Regions from separate parts of the Drosophila melanogaster genome. Here region 2 is linked to region 1. The links are chromatin contacts, called in public HiChIP or PLAC-seq maps. All regions are on one chromosome and are shown on one strand. The core of a region is the stretch at or near the end of the contact, and the rest is flanking DNA. Distances in the headings are between cores, read along the strand shown. Region 1 holds the start of Pex11c (Peroxin 11c). Region 2 holds the start of Hmgcr (HMG Coenzyme A reductase).

The links. HiChIP or PLAC-seq counts read pairs in DNA pulled down with a chosen protein or histone mark.
Region 2: a contact with region 1 is called in an H3K27ac HiChIP or PLAC-seq map of the Kc167 cell line, with 4 times the contacts expected there. The contact joins the promoter of Hmgcr here to the promoter of Pex11c in region 1.

The regions. Positions count from the first base shown.
Region 1 is chr3R:23,256,768-23,259,947 of dm6, forward strand. Pex11c (Peroxin 11c) reads left to right here and starts at 1,598. Exons shown (of 4, transcript NM_142880.3): 1 at 1,598-1,779; 2 at 2,910-3,180. The coding sequence starts at 1,711. It overlaps wda (will decrease acetylation), which reads right to left and starts at 1,320. Exons shown (of 5, transcript NM_142879.3): 1 at 1,074-1,320; 2 at 1-1,013. The coding sequence starts at 1,232.
Region 2 is chr3R:23,731,725-23,734,904 of dm6, forward strand. It overlaps Hmgcr (HMG Coenzyme A reductase), which reads left to right and starts at 1,600. Exons shown (of 6, transcript NM_170089.2): 1 at 1,600-2,113. Rpn9 (Regulatory particle non-ATPase 9) reads right to left here and starts at 1,738. Exons shown (of 5, transcript NM_170088.2): 1 at 1,528-1,738; 2 at 1,072-1,186; 3 at 903-1,016; 4 at 319-849; 5 at 1-257. The coding sequence starts at 1,181.

The sequences.
Region 1 (3,180 bases), core at 348-2,847:
GAACGTTCACTGATTCTGAGAAATCGCGGCAACTCCACCTGAGACTTGAGTATCTGTTCAGTGGCCGATTTAAGGGTGTCCAAGCAGGCGTCTATATTCAGTTGTAATTTACTAAGCTCTGCAGATTCATCCGTTTCTACCTCCTGTTTGATGTCTGTTTCTAGCATAATGTTTGGCTCCTCAGCGGGTCGTTTTCGGTTCGACTTTTCAGTGAGGGATTTGCTTGGTCTTATGTCTCCGCGGGTATTAAGGGTTACTGCTGGTTTGGAAACAACATCGTCCTCTCCATCCTCACCTTCCAGGTCATCCGTCAAGCCAAGCAGGTGATCCTCACTAAAGGCGCGCTGCTCATTCTCCACTATATGGACATGCAACCAGGTGTAGAGTAGGTTCATAATTAAAACGTGGCCCCGTCGTTGGAGATAAGCGCATATCCTATTAACAACTACGGCTGTAGTATGTAGTTCGTATTTCGAAGATCGAAAATGGGCCACTGTGTCATCGGACTCTGCTGCCTCCAGCCGTGTGTAGCCACTCAGGGTTTGCACCAGGCGCATAAAGTAGTCCAGTTCCGTGTCCCCAGTGTCCTGGGCTTCCTTTGCGAAGCGTATGTTAAAAGTGGACTCATTGGCCGTAGTGGAGCATCCGTTGATCTTGGTAGGTGGTGGTGCATCGTACATATCCACGGGGGCCACCAAGTGAGCATATTTGCGCAACAACTCCACAGCGCCACGCGGTTCGCGAGCCTTGAGCAGATCCAGATAGAAGTGGCACAGCATGGGTCCATAAAAGCGCTTCATTTCCAGACGCAGCGGTTCGGCCTGGGCCTCCACGAACTGCGAAAACCGACCAAATTGCTGGTCCACAGTGTGCTGGTTGTTGGTGATAACCTGGACATTTGAAAAGGTGAAGCTATTGCCACCGTGCAAATCCGTATCCAGCATTTTGTTGACAGCAAACTGCTGTTTGTTTTGCAGCAGCAAAAAATCCGACCGCCGAAATCGTTCGTTGCTCTACGGGTTTGAATATTTGAACACTCTGAGGAATTGTATATTTGAAGATTATTCACTTACCACGTAGTTTTTCTGCTTCAGCAGGAGTCCCACGGCGCAGCGTAGCAAATCGTTTTTGGAGGAGGTCTTTTTGCTGCTCGCGCTCGACTTGTTGTTATTGCTGTTGCTGTAGACGGGCGATGCAGCATGTGCGTGGTTGCTGGCGCTGGGCAGGCTCATCGTTGCGTGTTAGCCTCGCTTTGTTCCGTATCCTGATCCCGTCCTGCAGTGCGTCCGATATGCGTTCGATTATAGTGCTGACAGCGGAGATGGGTTGTCCTATCGATGTGCATTCATCGATTTTAAGCGGCTGCAACAGCTGTTCTTTCAAAATTGTTTTCGTCAGTGATGGCTATTTGGCTTCTCTTTTATAACAATATTGATATTGAAATATTTTAATTTTAAATTTATTTTTACATTTTTAACTTATATTTATATTATATTTTATTTATATTAACTAGCTTTTTATTTTTAGCTCTATTATATTCTCTATTCTTAGCTAGTTTATTTGGCTATTGTCACCACTGAAGAAAGTCAGCTGTTTGTGTTGTTGGATTCCCGAGCGCTCTTGACAATTTCTTGTATTTTCGCTGCGGTATCTCAGTTCGAGTTTTTACGTGATATAAAACAGTACCTGGTCTTCAAAAAACGAGCCATTATGGGCACCACGACAAAGTTTGTGAACGAGTTCTGTGATATTATCGATTCCTATGGCGGGCGAGATAAGGTAACATAGAAGAGCCGCACAGCCGAGTAAATTTCCAATTAATTGAAAACACACCTGTTTGTTTACGTTTGAACCGAGTGTTTTTCCCAATTCGTATGCGCAAATTTAAAAAAATGCATCGTGGCATTTTGACTGGTTTCTATTTCCTTTTTGGACTGGTCCATTGAGGGGCTCGCTTGAAATCGAAACTGAACCAACAGGTTTCCATGTTGTTGCTGCATCGATGTTGGCATTGGTCTTTGGGTCTCGAACAAGGAAGCCACAGCAGTTTGGACCTTGCCTTACTTCTTTCTGATTCGCAATGGATTTTGTATTTCGCTTTTCGCTTATCAGTCGCAGTTCGGCGGCGATCGAGTCAAGATAATGCTCAATACTATAGCCGGCAAACCTTTAAGCCGCTACCAGATAAAGCGGATAATTCGTTATGAACGAAAGGTTTGTTTGGACTGCCGCCCATCAGGAGACACGCGATCCACACATTTCCACCATCGCGAGTTTATATACCCCTACAAGGGGTGTATACAGTGCAGACAAAGAGGGAATCTTGTATAGTGTATCTCTATTTTAATAGAAAAATCGAACCTTGAATACGATAAAATATTGTTCAAAGTATTTTAGATTTATTAATTAGAACAAATAATTTGTTATACTTGATAACCATTTGAAAATATAATATAATATATTATGTGGCTGTAAACAGCGAATGGGGTGGTCACGAACTTTGGAAATACTATAGGATATTTACATAAATTAGTCGTATAGCGACATTAGTATTCCTCCGAATTGCATAACTAATTCATTGATGGCAAAGCAAGCAAACTGAACCATTAATGGGTAAACAATGAAACCACCCACAACTCATTCCGGCCAGGACGGACGACCAGGAGCACTCCACTGGCGGCCATCACACGAGATGATTGTGGCATTCGTTGTATTCTTTTTATCGCTGATAGTATTTTATCTGTTTGTGACAACCAAGCAATTCCACAAATTGCAGGGCTGACTGGCGATTGGGGTCAGGTAGAGGCAAAGGTAAACAGCGATGCCAACTCTCGTGATAGAGCAAACACACGGCTTAACGAATTGCGCAGAACAATTATTACATATATGAAATTAAATACCTATTTCAGGTGATGAAGGCATTGTGCTACAGTGCCAAACTGGTGGCTGGCTACCATGCCAAGCGGAATCCGGAACTAGCCAAGCGATACGCCACCGCCAGCTCAAGGATCTCAGGTGCGAGAGCCACACTGCGTCTCATCGACGACATACCCATGATCCAATATGCTTTGGAGTATGGCTTGGGCGAGAATGAGCCCGATCGCGTCATGCAAGTGCTGGGAGTGACGGCCAACATTGTGGATTTGCTCTACTATCCCATCGAGAAGGTGTGCTGGCTGG
Region 2 (3,180 bases), core at 350-2,849, 470 kb after region 1:
TGTTAACCACTCCAGCCACTTGGTCAATCTCGCCGCGGACGAGATCCAAAGCCAGAGCCTTCATGATAAGCAGTTCCACTTCCTTGGCGGGCAGTTTGGTCTCTTGCGCGATGTCGGTAAAGGAGATGGCTCGCTCGATGGCTGAGCGCTTGAAGGTCATCTCCATGAGGCAAAGGAGGGAGATCTTCTGGCGCAACTTGACCTCCTGGGCAGCCAAATCGGGAATCTTGGACCAGATTTTCTTCATGTCATTAAACCTGCAAAGGAATAATAGAAAGTGTTAGTTACTGCAGATATTAAATTGCTATTACTACACACTTGTTAATATCGCCCGTGTTGAAGGCTTTAAGAAGTTCCATGAGCCACTCATTTTCCGTGCCCTTAAGCGACTCAAGAATGGGATGAGCCAGCAATTCGCCTATGTTGTAGACACCATCGCCCAAGAGAGCAGCCAGACCCAAGAAGAATGCCTGCTGGGCCCATTGATCACGGGGGTACTCATCCATGGAGCAGCCCAGAAACTGTAGGCCACATCGGTAGTAATCGCTGTGCTTGCCCACTCGCCGATAATACTGGGATGCCAGCATGTAGTATTTGCCGTGAACGGGCGTCACATTACCCGCTTCCTCTAGGACATCACGCAGTTCCTCGATGATCTTCTTGGTGGCATTCAGATCGTTCAGGTTGCTGAGGTACAGATTACCCTGCATCACCTGCAGATACCAAACGGCCTCGTCGCAGATCTTCACCTTGTCCTTCATCTTCTCCAAGAACTCGATGGCCTCCTTCTTGTCACCGATGTTGTCAACCACCACCTCGAGAATCTGGATGAGGCCATAGGGGTTTATTCTGCAAATACAATACATTAGATTCTGCCGAGTCATTTGCAGAAGCCGACTCACTTGGTCTCGAAGGTGGACAGGAAATTCTGGTAGAGCTGCAGCAGCGCAGTTTCGTCCTGCAAGGATTCGTGGCGCACAAAGGTCACCAGTTTGATGGTCAGCTCATTCCAGAGTCTGTAAAATAATTGTATTACAAGAGGAAAATTGAAATTTAAAGCCCAGATCTAACTTTTCATTGTAGAGCTCCTCGATGAGCGTCCATTCGGCGGCGAGTTCTTTGTTGGTGGTCTTCTTCTGGGTCGCCAGATAGGCGGTGACATTAGGCTGAGGATTGGACATCGCAACTGCGCTTTGTGTTGAATTAATTTCAAATGTAATGTTTAATGTATTCCCAAACTACAAAAATTGCAAATCACAATCGCCGACGCAGCTGTCACATTGACAGATCGCTTGTGTGGCCGTTTGTTTTTTTTTAGCTTATTTTGGTATTTTGTATTTTTGGGCGAATTTTTATGTAAAATTTATTTATGAACTAAAAAAGGCTTACATAATAACAAATGGCTGTATTTTTTATTTTTATATCACATGGAAAGCATTATTTATGATATTATTTCAGTGCCTAGAAACTACTCGATGACTCATTCGATAACAACAGCTGCGGGGCTTGGGCTTACGTTGTACTCACCGTCTGGTCACACTAACCGAACAGCTGTTTCTGCGTGAAGTTGTGTACGCGGAAGAAACAACGTTTCAATTCGTTTTGGAGCTCGCAGCGAAACAGTTTATATTTCCGCACTCCAGGATTCCACTTGGCAGAGAGTCGCCGCGCAGCCAATTAGCCAGTTAGCCCGATCCGCGAGAATATCGATATTTAACCGGGCCACAGCAGCACTGCCAACAAAACCAAATACAACAACTCGAGTGTGCGCCCTGAACTAACTAAAAAAAAGTAAAGCTGTCGTGTGTTTTGCACATTTAACTATTTGTTAGCCAAATAAAGTAGCAATCGAATTTCGCGAACGAAAGTGCCGCAATTAGTGGTTATATAAATGTAAGCCAAACAACGCGTCGTGCAAGAAACTATGTGGATTTGTTCGCAGAAAGTTGACAAACTGAGAAGAACTAGTTAGCGACCACAACGACCGCTCCAACTGGAAACCGCACTCCGCCAAAAGAGATCCTCATTAGCATTTCTTTTGTGGATTAAGGCGCGTGTCAACTATTTGTCACCGATCTCCAAGCAAACGATCGATTCCTCGTCGAAAAGCAAGGTTAGTTCTGGGTTCTATTTTCGACTTTTTGGGGGTCACTACTCTGCCCGACGAGGTTCCCCCTTTTGGCTTCGAAATTCCAAGCAGCATGGCCCTACTGATTGGGCCAGCGGTTCCCATTGGATACGATCGCGTTCCATTGAGAACTGCATAATTGGTTGTACATTGTATCCCACTATTTGGTTAGTAGACAGTTATGCAATTGGGGCTCCCCAATCTTATCACTCAGTGGGCACCACGTCGCCGCCGTCTATTAAAAGTTCTTGGCTTGCAATGGGTGTTGGACAACTTTCTCTTTGAAAAGCAAAAGCCACTTGAGCACAGGAGCGTTGGGTAAAGAAACGATAATTAAATTACTTTCGAGCTGATAGAGAATTTGGAACTCAAAAAGCTATTGAATTGGAAGATTCAACATTTGTATGGATTTGTACATAAACGAAATATATCAACCGAATTGTACTGCATTTTACAGTATGTAAATGCCTTCTTTTTGAGTAATATTGCACAGATGTCGCCTATTTTGTGCGTCCTTCGCAGTAAAAAAAACACTTGAACCAAATCGGCCAGAGTTTACTGTAACATCCTGCTGCGCTGTCAACATTTCTTTTCATTTCCTGACGCCACTGTGCGTTTTTGGTAGAAAGAAAGTACTACTACTTTCTCGATGTAGCAGTTGATTTCCTTGGCCTGTTCCCCACTTTACCAATTTACCAAAATCGAAATGGGCGACATCTGGCAGCGACAGAAACGATGCACAACTATAATATATATATATATGGATATGTATGGTATATATGAAAACCGGCTGAAGGCGTATTACGGTTATGTGAAGAGCGGCAATTTCAAAAATCCAAAACAAATTCCGAAAAAAAAAACGCCGTCGGATGACGACTTCATCTTCATCTCCGTCCCAGACGACAGACAGCAACAGCATCTGGCTATTAAAAGCAAAAGTGAAAAATGCCACACAGTCGCCGCCGATGCAGTGGCCACAAAAACCAAACAAAAGCAAAAGAAAAAGATGTAGAAAAAACATAAACCATAAAACTGCTGCAACAAGTGAAGCA